3 separate regions of the Mus musculus genome follow, and regions 1 and 3 are each linked to region 2. Evidence: chromatin contacts called from public promoter capture Hi-C data. All regions are on one chromosome and are shown on one strand. The core of a region is the stretch at or near the end of the contact, and the rest is flanking DNA. Distances in the headings are between cores, read along the strand shown. Region 1 holds the start of Ttc32 (tetratricopeptide repeat domain 32). Region 2 holds the start of Rock2 (Rho-associated coiled-coil containing protein kinase 2). Region 3 holds the start of Rhob (ras homolog family member B).

Region 1 (2,777 bases), core at 169-2,668, 7.9 Mb after region 2:
ACTTCACTCTATTACAGTGGAATTGTGAACCTGCAGAGTTGGATCGATTCTCCCGGTTTAACGACCAATTCACAACCAATACAGAGACATTGGGACAAACAATACGGAGGGGCTAAGAGTAAGACTCCCTGATAAGCAGATGTATCAAGAGAGGAGCTGAGACTAGATAATAAATATAGTGAACTGCCAACCTGACCTGCTTCTTCCTGACCCGGCTGACCGGAAACAAAAACCCGGCAGCCTAAAAAGGCTTTTCTACTTTTTTTTCACCAATAGAGCCCCCCACCCCACCCCACCCCCGCTGATGGCTCTGCTATGCTACTACTACACAAGTTCAAAGCTGGATCGGACATGCTTAGGGCTCTGTGCTCAAACTGACCAACCCTCAGTTCCTTAAACCCTCAAAGGAGTGGATCTGCGGGTTCCTGAAATCCTCTTCCGCTTTGCCGAGGGTTTTATCTGTTTGCCCACTCAAGTTTTCTCACCCCTAGGAAACCTTTCCTCATTAGCGGATTCTCTCATAAGCTGTACTTAGTCGTGGCACCCTCCTCCTCCTCCACCACCTCCTCCTCCTCCGCTGCTACCTGCCTGGCTTGAGAGTTTTACTGCCTTTTAATTCCTTAACTGGCAGAAAACAGAATGCAACCAAGACCCCTAAATGTCAAAATTTTTATAATTATCAGATTTTGGCTCGACATACAACCCCGTTTTCTAAAGACTCAAAGCGTAGTGGGAATAGAGGGGTCAGAGTGCACATCTTGATAAGCTGCTCGAACTCAAATATCAAAGTAACAAAGAACTGTACTGGGCAATAAACGTTTCATCGCTGGCTTGATATTCTACAGAAAGGACTCTTGTGATGTTCTAGCGGTGTCACATTAACAACCCTTAACTTCAGGAGTGTGCTGTGACGTCGTGGTAAACACTAACGGGACAGCTGGGTGCAGCGACTGTGCTTAGCTTAAGCGGGTGCTGAACCGGAACCTTCGCGTCCGGAACACAAAGGCGTCGCTGTGGTTCCGAGGACGACCACCTTCCCTGCCCAGAACAGCGGCTTCCTGCCGCCTGGGCCTCTGCGGAGACCAAGGCGTCCCCTCCCCGAAGGACAGGGCTCGGAGGGGATCTTTTCTGGGGAAACCAAGCGGCAGCCCAGGACTCCGCGGTCCGCGCGTGGCTCGGGGACCACCCACGCGCCCAGCCCGCTCTCGCGATAGTTACCTCCCGTGACGCGCGCACTGGCCAATGAAGGCGGAGTACAGCTCCCGGGCCTCGGCAAACTCGCCCCTGGAGAAGCGAGCCTGCGCCGTGGCCAGGGCGGCCGAGCTCTCTCCGCCCTCTCGGCCTGGCCGCAAGGCCATGACCGCCTCACCCGGGTGGAAGCGGAACCACAGCTACCGCTCACGGGACTTCGTTGGCTAAAGGAAAAGGACGTTTGTCCTGTTTGAAGACCCGTAGTATCGCGAGACAACTGGTAGCGCCTGACGCCGTTCGCGGGAAATTAAGAGAATTTAAATCTTTGTGACATGTGTATACATAATTAGATTAGATTAGATTAGATTAGATTAGATTAGATTAGATTAGATTAGATTAGATTAGATTAGATTAGATTAGATTAGATTAGATTAGATTAGATTAGATGGATGATAGATAGACAGACAGACAGTGCCCATGGCCGGGCGGTGGTGGTGCGCATATATCCAGGCAGAATGCTGTATACATAGTAAATAAAGAAGTCTTTAAAAAATTTTTTTTTAGAAAATAATTATAGAAGCAGACAGTAGAGGGCAACATAATATTGCTGTTTTCATTTTAGATACCCAAAATAAGCGTCTAGAGCTATGGCAACAGAGTTAATATTCTGTTACTTTGAAACAAATTTGTCCATGTTTCTGAGTGTGAACTTTCTGTAGTCTCTATGGTAACAATTCTCTGCCACTTCAGTCACTGTATATTTTCCTAAAAAGACTTAGCTTTTTCTCCCATGTGATATATATTCTGTGTATGTCTCTGTGTGTGTCCGAGGATGTGTCTGTGGATGTGAAGACAATGCAAATGCCACATTTCCCTACATTATAGTGGAAGGAAACATGGGATAAACGTCCTTTTTTCCCTTCAGAATTTGTTTTCATGTTTATTTCAAATAATGTCTCAGAAAAACTTTTGATCTGAGCTCTGAGAATAAAGAAAAGTGATTTGTTTTGTTTTTTCGAGACACGGTTTCTCTGTGTAGCCCTGGCTGTCCTGGAACCCACTCTGTAGACTAGGCTGGCCTCGAACTCAGAAATCTCCCTGCCTCTGCCTCCCAAGTGCTGGGATTAAAAGCATGTGCCACCACTGCCCGGTCAGAAAAGTGATCTTAAAGTACATTTCAGCAAAATATAATGAGCTGTGTATGGCAGATGAGAGAGGTCGGCAGTGCCTGTGCAGGTACACTGCTTACCAGAATGCTGGGACCGGCCACATTAGTGCATGCTGTGGCTGCTGGGGTCACATTTAGGCCACTAGAGTACTCTGAACCATGGCATAGCTCGGGATAAGCTTGATGATAACTACAGCATTACTCAAAATCAGTTAATTCATGTTTATTACAAAGAAAAGAGACCAAATGCTTCCTCTTGAATGAGGCTTGTAGTCTTTAAAACTTCAAATAATAAAAAGTCTTAAAATGCCATTTCCTCATTTATGAACATACAGAAATTTAACCTTAAGTAGAAACAGAGCTCATGTCCTAAGCCGCTGCTGAGCCTCCCTGAACCCAGGTCATGTCTGTTCTCTGC
Region 2 (3,156 bases), core at 255-2,754:
ACAAGAACACAGGAACCCACTACCAAACAAAAACACTCCCCCCGCCCCCAAAAGTCAAAATCTCTATATTTACACATCCTATAGAGCGATACCCACACTCTAGTCAGTTCCTGCGCTGTGGCCAAACAGAACTGAGTCACTCTGCAAATGATTCCAGAAACCTCAAAGGATAACCAACGGCCTCAGAAGAAAAGTTAGTCAGTGGAAAGGGAGGAGACAGTTTTTCTCATCACAGAGTCACTAGGCTTCTCCTAGCAGAGCTCAGGTCTGACATGCTTTTTGGCACAGAATGCCTGATCACCCACCCTAAGTCTAGACCTCCAAAGCTAATAGCCGGAGTATCTTTTTTTTTTCCGACTTCTCCTCAGGGTACACGTTCACACCACTTTTTCCCATAAATGCAACTCTAGGTGCACACTAATCAAATTCGTTTGCCAAGCATAATCGCTTCCCTCAACACGACCAGAAGTATACCAGCATTCTACATGGCATTTATTGTAAATCGTGTTCTTTTCTTAACCGAGCTCCAGTTAGCTGCCTTTTCCAAGGCTCTTAATTTGGATTTTGAATGCTATGGGAAAGACAAGATGAAGGGGAGAGATTTATCCCATTCTACAATTCAGACTCATTTCTTGGCTTCAGAGCAACAATCTCCGGAAATTTAATTTACATAAATTCAAATGTACTAAATAGCTACTATGGAATGTCCAAGAGCAACTGAAAGCAGCAAACTTGAGCTAGCTGTGCGTTCCCAGCTTCCTGACGAGCTCTTTGTCGTGTGCCCCCGGTGGTACTCCCAATAGGAAGAGCGTCGGGTTTCTTTCTCCCTGGGTTTTCACCCTAGCTCCCACACTGCGTGACACTTTCAAATTGGGTAGCCCAGTGTAGGAAGCACAGCCAATCCTCCACCTTTCCGCCCCAAACCAACTGGGTAGGCGGGAAGGAGACCAGGGGTGTTTCCTCCCTGCGCGCTCCAAGAACGGGGGCGGCCGAGATGACACTCGCTCGGCAGGGAGGTGGACCCGAGAATCCCAGGTGGGGTCTCCACTCTGGAACCTGGGTCTCCAGCTCCCCGGGCAGCCGGAAGCGGGGCGGGTGGGCCGAGGGGGGACCAGGCAGGGCGGGGAGTTCCCTCCCTAGCCCGCACCTACCAGCAGACTCTCCACGTTGATGGGCGAGCGAGGGTCTCGGATGAGCGCCTCCAGCTTCCTCTGACGGCCGGCGCCCGCCCCGTCCCCCGGCGCGGTCTCGGGGGCGCCGGGCATTTTCCCCGTCGGCGGGGGCCGGCTCATGCCGCTTCGCCGGGCCTAGCGCCGCCCGCGGAACCTCCGCCCCGGCACGCCGCGCGCCGCTGTCTGAGGAGCCGCCCGGCCCGGCCGGGAGCAGCGAGGCACACGGCGTCCCCGCCCCTCAGCCGCACGCGCGCCGCCCGGCCCGTAGCGAGCTCGCCAGGACCCGGCGGGCGGGAGCGGGGAAGGGGCGCCCGCGCCGCACCACCCCGCCCTCGGGGCTCAGGCCGCTAGGGCCGTCGCCCGTCCACCCGCATATCGCCGCCGGCCGCCTCGCGCGCCCACACGCCCGCTCCCCTCACACGCAGTCGGAGCCGCGTCCCTACTCGGCCGCGCGCCGCCGCTACCCACAAGCCCCTCCGCCCGCGGTCGGCTGCGCGCGGCCCGGCCCCGCCCCGCCCACCCCGGCGCGGCCCCGCGGCACGCCCCGCCCCTGGCCTCCGGCCACGCCCCGCCACCGGGCTGAGCAGCCAGGCTTCTTTTCCGTTCCCGCCGCCTGGCTAGTCTCCCTGCCTCGTCGGGCCGGTTCGCGGGACTGGGAGGCGGGACGGATGGCAGCGCGGTGCCCCGTGGTCCCCGTCGTGTGTCCCACGTCGCCGGCCGGACCCAGAGGCCTAGTTGACGTCCGCGCCCCCCGCCCGCTGTGTCCCGCTGACTCAGCGCGCAGCTATGCAAGCCGCGCCGAACTGCTGCGCCCCGGGTCAGCGCCCTTCCCAGGCCTGGTGCGCCTGAGGCCTGCGCCTGGGGCTCCCAGGGGGCGGGGAGGCCGCGCCCCTAGCCCGCGCTAAGAGTGTGGGACTCGTTTGAATCCTGTTGAGTCCCGGAGCTGGGAGGCCTGGAGGAGTTGTTTCTGCCTCCGGGTCATAAATCCTAAACTCTCAGAAACCTTTGTGCCCTTCCCTGACCAAGGTGCCCGCCTGGCCTTAGACCTTAGACACTGGCCAGGCGGAGGGAACAGGAGGCAATAAGGAAGCGCTTCTGCATCCGCGGGGCCCTTGCTTTTGGAGAGTGAAAGAGAGGGGCTGCTTCTCCGCATTCCTGCCCTCTCCTTGCCCCCTAGCCATTGGTCAGATCCTCTCAGGGCGCAATCGGAAAACTATGTGCCAAGAGCTATAAAACTGTTCACAGAGCCCCTTTGACCCAGTAAGGCCATTTAAGGAAGTCCAAGTGTAAGGAAATGATCCGAAAAGAGGAGGACTTTGCGTGGAGATGTTTACAGCAGGGCTATTCAGAATGTTCGCAATGACCAAAACCCTGGGAGTGGACCCAATCTTCCAGCAGCTGAATAATCCAAACAAGCTCTTGTCATATTCACGGGAAGAATCCTACGGGTATTGCAAGCCGGTTGAGACTAGGGAAAATTTACCGGAAGTGAAAAAATGCAAAGGGGATTATGAACACTTTGAAATGAGCAGCTAAACAAGTGAGAGAACACACTTGCTCCTAACTGAATGGGATTTTCCCCCCACTTCTAAAGATGTCAAGTAGGGTGGTGGCCTCATAGGTCTTTAATGCCAGCTCTGGGGAGAGACAGAGGCAGGAGGGTTTGAGGCTAACCTAAGTCTAGAGAATGAGTCCCAGGACAACCAGAGCTACACAGAGAAAACTTGTCTTGAAAACAACAACAAAAAAATGCTAAAAAGCATATTGAATTTTTAAATTTGAAAACTTGTACTTATGGAAGCTAGAGTGTAATGCCCCTGAATAGTGAACTGTAGAGCTCCCTGGGGTGTCAAGGTAAATATGCAGGTAGGCTACAGCCCTGGCCTGGCCAAAATTGCATGCACTTCACCCAGCGCAGGGGTCCAAAAATGTCTGCCCTTCTGGGGAGAAGCCCCTCTGACTTGGATTAAGACAGGAAGAGTCT
Region 3 (2,821 bases), core at 275-2,774, 8.4 Mb after region 2:
CCCAAAGTCATTTACCCCTCCCCGTTGTTTTCTCTCTCTGTCTCATTTGGTTGCCCAGACTGCCTAGACTTGGAAGGCCAACCCCTGTGCGTCCTGTGTGGCTGGGTCTACAGGTGGGCAGGCCTACCACTGCACGGACCATTTTTACTGCTTCTTTAGGGCCCAGCATAGTGCTAGGTCTTCATGATGCTCAGGTGGGAGGAAATCCTGGCCCTCGGACAACTCACAGTCCAGAGAGAGAGACAAAGAAATGGGTCATAAGGTCATCATGACATGGTCACTGAGAAAGCTTTCTCTTAGCTGGTACCCCTAGCCTAGCCCTCCATGAGGACCCCACGCAGCAATGTTAAGCCATTTCCCCACTTTCTTTCCTCCTTTTTCTTTGTTCAGTTTCTCTTGGGGGCGGGGTAAGGCCCTCTTTGACGCCCTTTGCAGCTTTCTGTCTTTCCTATTTCTTACAGTGGACTGGCTTAAATCCTTTAAGATAGGAAGAGGTGTCATCTCCTGCAGGAAGTGGTAATTCACGAGTTAAGACCTGGTGTGTATGAAGAAACTCCATCCTCTGTACAGAAACCGTGTGCCCACCGGCAAGTTCCCTGCGAGGCCGCATGCCTGCTTTCCCAGCTTGAAGCTTTTCATCTGCTCCATGAGAGTTGTTGGGATAGATGGGTTTCCTTGCACAGTGTACTTCAAGCAGTTCTCTGGCTTTAGGGCGAGAATCAGATGTAATGTGGTAGGACTGGGTGAAGGTTGCCTGCCCAAGCTGGGTGCTTTCTTTTTCAGCGGAGTGCCCTGCACCTCGCTTTCCTTTGTCCTACAGCTGTGTGTCTCCTAGATTCCTCCCCTTATCTTCTTCACCCGGAGACCTAAGTGTGGGCCTTGAAGAGAAAGCCGAGAGGGGACTCACCCAGGCCCACACAATTTACTGTTAGCCTTTCTCAGTGAAAAGGCTGCCCTGGGTAAGTGTCAGAATTCGGCCCAGAGCACACGAGGGGTTAGTTATCTAAACAAAGTTAAGAAAGAACGAAACCCTTGGCTAGGTAACAAAACCGTGCACCGGTGTCTGTTTAAGTGAAAACAAAACCACGTTAAAGGCGCCGCCCCTCCCCCATGCTTGATCACCCGTAGTTCGCTCGGAAGCTAGATAAAGCTGAAGCCCTGGGAGCAGCCAACGCCCCACAAGAGTGTAGCTCGTCTCGGAACTGCCCACCCAGACCCGGAGGGCTCCAGGCTGCCTGCTCCACGATGTCGCACTCAGAGAGGCTGCGACGAAGGCGGGGACCCGGCGGCCACACAACCCCACGGGGCGGGTCGCCGCGCAGACTCCACAGTCAACGCCTCTCCCAGCCCCGCGGACAGGGCAGTCAATCAAGCTAAGGCGAACCCGCCTTCGGACTGCAGCGGGCGACCAATCGGAGCCAAGCTCCGCAGCGATGAGCTCAGCCCTATGGCTTCCCATTGGGTGGCTATATTAAGAAAGTGGCCGGACTCTTTAAATAGCGGGCGCTAGGGCCGCAGCCCGCATCTGCCACCGCAGTTCGGTTGTCGTCGTCTGCGCCCCTGTACCCTAGGTCTAGAGTGAACCCGCCCCGGGAAAGAAGCTAGGCCGGGTCCGCAGCATCAGCCATCACTTCGCACAAAGCAGCGCAGCTCCGGGACCGCCGAGGACCACAGCGGCGCGGCAGCGGCGCGGCGACACTCAGTGCACCGTATGCCCCTGCGCCCCTGCCGAGGCAACCGGAGCGCCCCGAGAGACCGCGCCGCCGCGGGGTCCAGGTGCAGTTAGCGAGCCTAGCCCGCAGCGCGCAGTCGCGGGAGAGCGGGGAGCGGCAAGCAACAGGGAGCGGGACGGCGGCGAGGCGCTCGCGGGCCCCTCCTGCTGCCCGCGCCCGGCGAGCTCATGGCGGCCATCCGCAAGAAGCTGGTGGTGGTGGGCGACGGCGCGTGCGGCAAGACGTGCCTGCTGATCGTGTTCAGTAAAGACGAATTCCCCGAGGTGTACGTGCCCACCGTGTTCGAGAACTATGTGGCGGACATCGAGGTGGACGGCAAGCAGGTGGAGCTGGCGCTGTGGGACACGGCAGGCCAGGAGGACTACGATCGTTTACGGCCGCTCTCCTATCCGGACACCGACGTCATCCTTATGTGCTTCTCGGTGGACAGCCCGGACTCTCTCGAGAACATCCCCGAGAAGTGGGTGCCCGAGGTAAAGCACTTCTGCCCCAATGTGCCCATCATCCTGGTGGCCAACAAAAAAGACCTGCGCAGCGACGAGCATGTCCGCACGGAGCTGGCCCGCATGAAGCAGGAGCCAGTGCGCACGGATGACGGCCGCGCCATGGCGGTGCGCATCCAAGCCTATGACTACCTCGAGTGCTCGGCCAAGACCAAGGAGGGCGTGCGCGAGGTTTTTGAGACGGCCACGCGCGCCGCGCTGCAGAAGCGCTACGGATCCCAGAATGGCTGCATCAACTGCTGCAAGGTGCTATGAGGGACGCGTCCTGCCTCACGCCCTTGCCAGCGTGGCTCCCCCTCCTTGGCCCGGTCGCCCACGAACCGGGAGAAAGGGAGACCCATGCCCCCAAGGACACCACCAGACTGCCTGACATCTGCTGGTGGCTCTGGCTGGTCACGCTGAGAATTAGCGTGGGCACCGAGCTCCCCCTTCCCAGTGTCTGTGTGTGTCCAGCTGTGTGGCACAGGCCTGGGCACCCTGCTGAGTGCCAAGGGGTTCCTGAGCATCCTTTTCTAAAGAGCCAGGCCTCAAAGTGTGGTTGTGTGTGTGTACGACTCCCTACACCCCACCCGACTCCTGCCCCAC

Evidence for each region. Promoter capture Hi-C pulls out the DNA fragments that hold promoters and counts their contacts.
Region 1: a contact with region 2 is called in a promoter capture Hi-C map of pre-B cells, with 2.7 times the contacts expected there. The contact joins the promoter of Ttc32 here to the promoter of Rock2 in region 2. A contact is called at or near these places in 1 of 39 promoter capture datasets (pre-B cells) and 1 of 484 Hi-C or Micro-C datasets (CD4 T cells).
Region 3: a contact with region 2 is called in a promoter capture Hi-C map of pre-B cells. The contact joins the promoter of Rhob here to the promoter of Rock2 in region 2.

The regions. Positions count from the first base shown.
Region 1 is chr12:9,028,638-9,031,414 of GRCm38.p6, reverse strand. It overlaps Ttc32 (tetratricopeptide repeat domain 32), which reads right to left and starts at 1,418. Exons shown (of 3, transcript NM_029321.2): 1 at 1,219-1,418. The coding sequence starts at 1,358. Wdr35 (WD repeat domain 35) reads right to left here. Exons shown (of 27, transcript NM_001159527.1): 27 at 2,568-2,777.
Region 2 is chr12:16,893,326-16,896,481 of GRCm38.p6, reverse strand. It overlaps Rock2 (Rho-associated coiled-coil containing protein kinase 2), which reads right to left and starts at 1,504. Exons shown (of 33, transcript NM_009072.2): 1 at 1,152-1,504. The coding sequence starts at 1,292.
Region 3 is chr12:8,498,712-8,501,532 of GRCm38.p6, reverse strand. Rhob (ras homolog family member B) reads left to right here and starts at 1,524. Exons shown (of 1, transcript NM_007483.3): 1 at 1,524-2,821. The coding sequence starts at 1,901. The coding sequence ends at 2,491.